Regions from separate parts of the Mustela erminea genome. Here region 1 is linked to region 2. The links are chromatin contacts, called in public Hi-C maps. All regions are on one chromosome and are shown on one strand. Each heading gives the region's core, a stretch centred on a gene start, on an enhancer-like site or on the middle of the called end of the contact. The rest is flanking DNA. Distances are from core to core; before and after follow the strand shown.

What was found. A called contact is a pair of places that touch in the nucleus more often than the background predicts.
Region 1: a contact with region 2 is called in a Hi-C map of spleen, with 7 times the contacts expected there. The contact joins two enhancer-like sites. A contact is called at or near these places in 2 of 3 Hi-C or Micro-C datasets (skeletal muscle and spleen).

Annotation. Positions count from the first base shown.
Region 1 is chr19:46,075,080-46,078,437 of mMusErm1.Pri, forward strand. All of the region lies in intron 3 of ZFHX3 (zinc finger homeobox protein 3), which reads left to right. Among named protein-coding and RNA genes, the nearest start is that of ZFHX3, 110 kb to the left of the region's middle. Within about 2 kb of position 1,887, the one cell type or tissue checked has open chromatin away from gene starts, as enhancers often do.
Region 2 is chr19:45,774,258-45,777,435 of mMusErm1.Pri, forward strand. All of the region lies in intron 6 of LOC116579026 (basic proline-rich protein-like), which reads left to right. Among named protein-coding and RNA genes, the nearest start is that of ZFHX3, 190 kb to the right of the region's middle. Within about 2 kb of position 1,769, the one cell type or tissue checked has open chromatin away from gene starts, as enhancers often do.

The DNA.
Region 1 (3,358 bases), core at 637-3,136, 300 kb after region 2:
TGATCACCTGCGAGCCTGGGGTACAGACACCCTGATTCTTAGGAGAATTTCCAAATTTCTGTCACATCGAGGCACTCCTGGGGCTTTGTCGGGTTTGGGGGAAGGTTTGAATTGATCCGCGTCATCCTGTTAGAGGAGTTAGGAACAGAGGGACTCATCGTAGTCATTGACTGACTCCCCTTCCTACAAGTCTGAAAGTGGTTTGTGAAGGACCCCCCCGATGGGCGTGGCCCCAGGCCCCAGGTACTCAGGGAGCAGGACTGGATCCCCCCAATCCGCAGGTCTTCTTGGGGAACACACTGGTGGGGGGTGGCGAGCGCCGACCATGACCTCTGTTCTCACTGCTGCCCGGGCCTCCGCTCATACACCAATTTCCAAGTTGGTCATGAAATTGTTGCAAATCACCACAGGGCTGCCAGTCGGCGCACACACACCTCCTTCGGGAGCAGATCTCACCGCACGCTGGGGATTTAGGCAGTCCCCCTTGCCAGCATGCTAAGCATAAGGTAGGTTCAGAGAACAGTTTGCATTTGTGGTGAACAAAGCCACCCTGACTGAAGGGAAAATTTCCGTAGCTGTGCTGTCATCACCTCAAAAACCTAAGGTGCCCCAGGAACGCTGCCCTTTTAGAATATATTTGTCTGCCACAATTCTTCCACCGGAGGGCTGTGCGCTCAGCCAGGAGACAGGCGTGAGGAGGCTGGGTTTGGCCCGAGTGCCAGTAAGTGCTGTCTGGGAGAAGCAGTTGTAAAAAGGAGACAGGGATGGAAAGAGATTTTTTAAATACCTGCAGCCACTGTTTTATGTGGGGATCGAAGGCAGAAGGGATATCAGGAAGACCTCACAGTGATTCAAGATTTGCTGCTGGTTCTCTAGCCCTTCAACAGGAAAATACATTCAAATAGAAGGGGTGCCCTCATTTGAGGGCCACTGTGGGGTGTACCCATCAAAGTCGCCTTTTGCTGTAGGGGTGGGTCGTGGTCTCTGGAGTCTTCTAAAAAGCTCACCACCTTACTTGCTTGTGCCGGGCCTGCTGCCCCCTGCCAGGCACAGGCAGGGCATAGGGAGCCAAGATGACTGCCCCATCCCGGTCCTGGCTTTGCCCTTGAGAAAACAATCCTGGTGTGTTTTGCTTGGTTCTGAGATAGTATTCAACTCCTGGGGAAAAGATGGTTTTGGTTTGTCTAATCCAGCCTTAAAGATGGCGCAGTCGCTGCTGTGTGTCTTAGGGAAGGGAAGCGACTTCGTCAACTGAGGGAAAGACAGGATTTTCCACATAAAACCGGATCGTCGGTCCATCAAGTCTTTACTTGTTCCCACTGTCAGTAGCCGATATTATTTAGGGGGGGACAATCAATTTCCATAATGACCCCCAGCCAGTTGCCACTGACTGCAATCTGTGATCTGGGAGAAATCACCCAACCCCCTCCTGCTCCATCAGCTCAGTTGGTGTCAAATATACATTCCTAAAGGGAAGAAGGCCTAGATAACCAGCCCCAGGAGGTCCGAGTGTGGATGCCTTTGCTCCCCGGGTCCCCACGTGCGGCAGACCAGGCCCTTCCTTGGGTGCCCGAAGCCTGGGTCTTAGTGAGTGGGCATTTCTTTAGGTTTGGGGGACCAACAAAACATACTCTGCCCACAAAGCATTGCGGATCTGAGCCGCCCAGACAAATTCATAGTTTGTATCTCTGTTTTTTCATCATTTCTCTACCTTTATGGTATTCAGAGCTCAGTTTTCTGGTTACTGTCAGCCTGGGCTTTCATCCATTTTAAAGAGCTATTTTCCCTCTTGCTGTTGATGATGATGGTATAAAGACAGATGGTGTAACTGCTTATGAATGTCCTATTTTATTTCCCCAGGACCAGACAGTTCACTTGAAGACGTATATTATTTCCACATGCTCAGGTTGGGCGGCCCAGACAGTGTCTGCTTCCTGCAGCTAGCTGCCCTTCCAGGCCTCGCCATGCAGAGGGCGACACCTGTAGGTCAAAGGTGGAACTGCAGGGAAGTGCCTGCTCAGCTGATCGGACCCGGCTTTTAGTTGGGGGTGAAGACTCTGACCCCCTTGTAAAGAAAGCTGTCCAGGAGTTTCTCGATCGTTTCTCCTCCCACCAACCATATAAAAGCCTTTCAGTGAATGAGTGACAAATGATAACTTTAAACCTAGGAACTGAAAAAGAAGAGGATTTGATATTTAAGTCCTAAAAATAAGAAAGGGGAGAAACAAAAAAGTCCCTGAATTCACCTCTGTCCTCTGCCCTCTCCTTGGAACTGAGCTGCCTTCACTTTTCTGCCTGTAGTAGGGCAGGGAGGGAAGAAAGCAGAGAACCCACGAGGCTCGTCGGGTGAGGGCTCCGGGACTATTCACCAAGCACCGTGCGGTTTCCTTGCTCGTTGTATCCACAATGTGCTTATTCTTCACTCTCTCTATCTTCTGAATAAGGTTTGTTTGGAAAGGCTCAGAGGACTGGGGTCTGTGCCAGAGCGACCGGGAGCTCTTCACTCTGTGCTCCGATGGCTGCGGCCCACATGCTGTGGAGGAGAGCGGTGCCGGCCTTGGAGGAGGCCTCCTCTGCAGAGCAGCCCCTCAGACGCCGTTCAGCACATCAGGGTCTTGTCTGTTTTGTAGGTGTTGGGCTGTGTCCATCTAAGGTGACTCTGTGTGTGTGTGTGTGTGTGTGAGTGTGTGTGAGTGAGGTGGACAGGAGGGGCCGTTTCAGCCATCTCTGTATAATCAAATACGATTAATACCTACCTCGCTATGGAGAGTTTGAGTCGCACCATGGACTGGGACAAAGGACCGTGTTTTGAGTGTTCTAGCTCCTTTGGGTAGACCCAGTTTAATACCGATGGATTGAATTCTGGTATCACCGTTCAAAGATGGATTTTGTAGTTACAGCGTTGAACGGTTTTATCAAAAGTGTTAAAAATGTGCATGGAACACCCTGCCCGGACATAACGAAGACCGCATATGTGTCACACCGTGTGACTTGGTTGTTATTCTCGACTAATACTTGTATAGAATGTTTTTATCTCTACTTGACGATGTATAGTGTTAATATGGGACTGTATATCAGACTGACTTCAAACCGTGGTTGCCTGAGTTTTCTCTGAACTGAGGTGGGTATGGGAGACTTGCTGTTAACTTTACTATGCAGTAAGACAAAAGGGAAATACACAGAGTAGATGTGGAGGCCTCTTACTTGGGGATGAAAATAAGTACTCTTTGATTTCATCTGGTTCCTGTGACTACCTCACAAATCCTCTCTTGGTGGGAATGAAGAAAGAATGTTTCCCGACCCCACGTTCGATTTTCTAGTCCTTGGACTTCCATTGTCTTTCTGGGAAAAATTTAGG
Region 2 (3,178 bases), core at 519-3,018:
AGGGCATAGGCATAGTAGGCAAGAGAGAAATTGTGTAAATTCTAGTTCGGGTTCAGTTATATCATACATTTTGTTTTCTTTTGGGATCTCTTGTTGCTGGTAACCATAATATAATGTTCTGATCAGGGATTCTTATTCTTTACTACATCCAAAGCGCTACCTGGCTGGTCCTGATAATACAATAGATGAGAAGGCATGAATATGGTGGTTCCTAACAAGAGGTCTACAGGCCCCAGTAATTCCATGGATGTGTTGAAGCCCCCACAAAAGCATACGGGAAATTTGGGCCATCCGTTAACTTCTCTGCGGAGAATCTATAACGTTTATCATTTTCTTAATCGAGCTATGCCCCTCCCAGAACCTTAAGAACCCTTTGGACATGAGTGTTTTGACTCAAAGAAGTCTTCCATAACTGAGTCAGGAATCTCCTGGTCAGGGTTTCTCAGTGCATGAATGAAGAAAATTCAAGTAGTAATAATAATGCTCTCGACAATGATGTGGGTGTTGTCTAGTTGTATCCATGGGACAACATGAACTTCATATCCTCCTTCTCCACCATCTTCCCCATAAGTGAAGTTCTCAATAATAATAATGCTCTTCTTATTTGCTGAGTGTTTATCCTGTGCCAGAGCACTTTTCCAAGGATATTATGCAGGTGCATTTAATCTTTCTCACAAGGCAACTATTATGATCCCCATTTTATAGTTGAGAATTCTGAAAGACAGAGAGGTAGGCAGCTGGCCCAAGGATACAAAGTGGGAAAGTGGCAGAATTAAGACATAACCAGGGACTGGCCCCACAGTACGTGGGCTTAACCGAGTGCTTTAACCACTCTGCTCTAGAGCTCCTTGGCTGAGGGACACTCCCAGCCAGGGACTGTCCCTTTCAAAACAAAATTAAACTGAGAGTTAAAGGAAATGCGACCACTGAAAAAATAAGCAAGAAAATAACTCGCCTCACCCCACTCCTCATTCCCTGGATATTAGCAATTCAGGGGAATACCAGCAAAATGCGCTAGAGAGGACTCCAGGGGTCGTGGGCAGGTTCTAGGGGCCCAGGGGGGTTAGTTGGTCCTCAAATTTCAGGATCCATAATGGCTTCCATTCTCCAATTCACAGCCCCTTCTCTTCTCTCTTTTAATGTTCCCTGTCCCCTTCAAGGAAGACAGGGTGGAGATTTTTAACAGACCAGAAAATAAAGGCCCAAAAAGGTTGCACCTTCCCTAGGACCTGGGTCTCTTGACCTTCAGTCCAGTTCTCTTTCCACTGTTTTTGCTTCTTGGCCTGTCAGTGTCCCTTGGCATTGGAGAATGAAACACCCCAACAGTTAAGAATTCTACGTGCACCCAACTCCACGCAGTGGACACCTTTTTTTCATTTTTTTAAGTTTTTATAGTGGACACCGCTTTATTTGTGGGCACGCGGTAGGCCCTGAACCAAGGCAAAGCACATTACTTCCAATTTATCTCATTTAATTCCCAAAATACCCCAGTGAGCTGTTACTTCCCCAAATTCTCAGGCAAGGAAACTGAGGCATGTTAGCCCAGCTAGGAAATTACAGAACCTGGACTTCAGACCCATTCCCCATCGTTGGCTCTTCACCGCTAGGCCATGCTACTGTCCAAAGAGACAGGAAAAAGCAGAGGAGGAGGAAATGAACAGCCGATTTTGTATGATGAGCAATGCTTTCTACCCTCTCTGAGGACGGCGCAAACGGAAATCTGTTTCAAGCACTAGCACATGAGGTTAAAATTAAAGAGGACAATTACGAGCGATTAGTCACTGGAGTGGGGCTCCATGGGCGTCTTCAAAAATAGGATCAGCCTCACTCCCTTGGACCTGGCACAGAGGAGCAGTCAGAGAAGTCTTTTCTAGGCTGTGATTCTGTGATTAACTCTTTTAAAGGAGCCCGACTGCTGAAGCTCGTTAGAAACAATGGCCCCATTTCTCAGGGGCTGTCGAGTCAAGCTGGTCCTGCGGAAATTTCTTTGGCACCCAGGGATCATGAAATTCACACCAGAGGCGCTGGCACTGGATCGCTCTCCTCTGTGGAGACCTCAGGAAGGGAGCAGTCACTCAACCTTTTTGTTCTGAAAACCCAGGAAGCCCAGGCAGCCAGTGGTTTGGGTTTCAGCCCTTCTGAAGGCATCATTTCAAACGGCCGCTCTTCCGAAATTTGAATTCACTCGAGGTCCCAGGAGAAGCATCCTGAATGGGCACAGAGGGGTGGGCAAGTCTTTGAAAGGCCGGTGGGGCAAAGTGTCGGGGGCCAGCCCCTGAGCTGGAGGGAAAAGCAGCAAGTGAGGCTTCCCTACCGGTTACAAGGGCAGAAGGGGCCCTTCTGTCTCTGGATCCCCTGAGAATTAAGGAGAATGTCCCAGACAGGGGCCCTCAGGAGTTTGCATGGGCCCCCTGTCAAGGACGGCCTGCCAGTATGACTGAGCGGCTGCCAGCAAAGCTTCCAAAGGGGAGACCCAGAAGGCTTCATCTGTGATGTGCTCAGTGGGTAAAACTCCTCTTCGTGGAACCTTCCCTCAGCTTCCAGCATTATGTCCACCAGAGAGTGTTCTCACAGTGTTAAGGAGGCCTGGCTCGACCACGACCATGAGCCGGAGAGGCCAGAAGGCTCCCTCCAACGGCGAATGGGGTCCCCGGGGCAGCACAGCTCAGGTACCTGGCTCCGGCCCACAGAGAATTTGGATTTGGCCTCCAGTAGTAAAAAAATGTGTACCTCCAGGGTTCTCTCTGAAAGAACTATGGGCAGGTTAGAGCCAGAGCATAGACTGACTTATAGCCACTGTAGAAGAAAAGGTGAGAAACTAGGGGAAGGGGGGGGGCAACAAAAAAACAGGTGGAGTGGGGGGAGAGAAGGGAAGGGTTTTTTATGGGTTTTTTCCTTTCTTTTTTCTTTTTTTTGTTTTTTTCCTCCTGCAGCAGTGTCTCTTTTGGAGATCTAAAATCTGCAAGTGTTACGTCAAAGCTTTCTCCAAATGACTTGATGAGGGTTTTTTGTTGTTGGGTTGCTGCACTCCCGGGACTCATTGGGATGGCAGGATAAAAATTAATTAGAGGCTGTTTGGAGGGGGCTTTGCAAGACAGCCTGAGGCTACGCTTCAGTCTGGTTGTTAGAAGCAATATCATCACCGCCTCCTTGCCCAGCGAACAGACCTGCGCTGGGG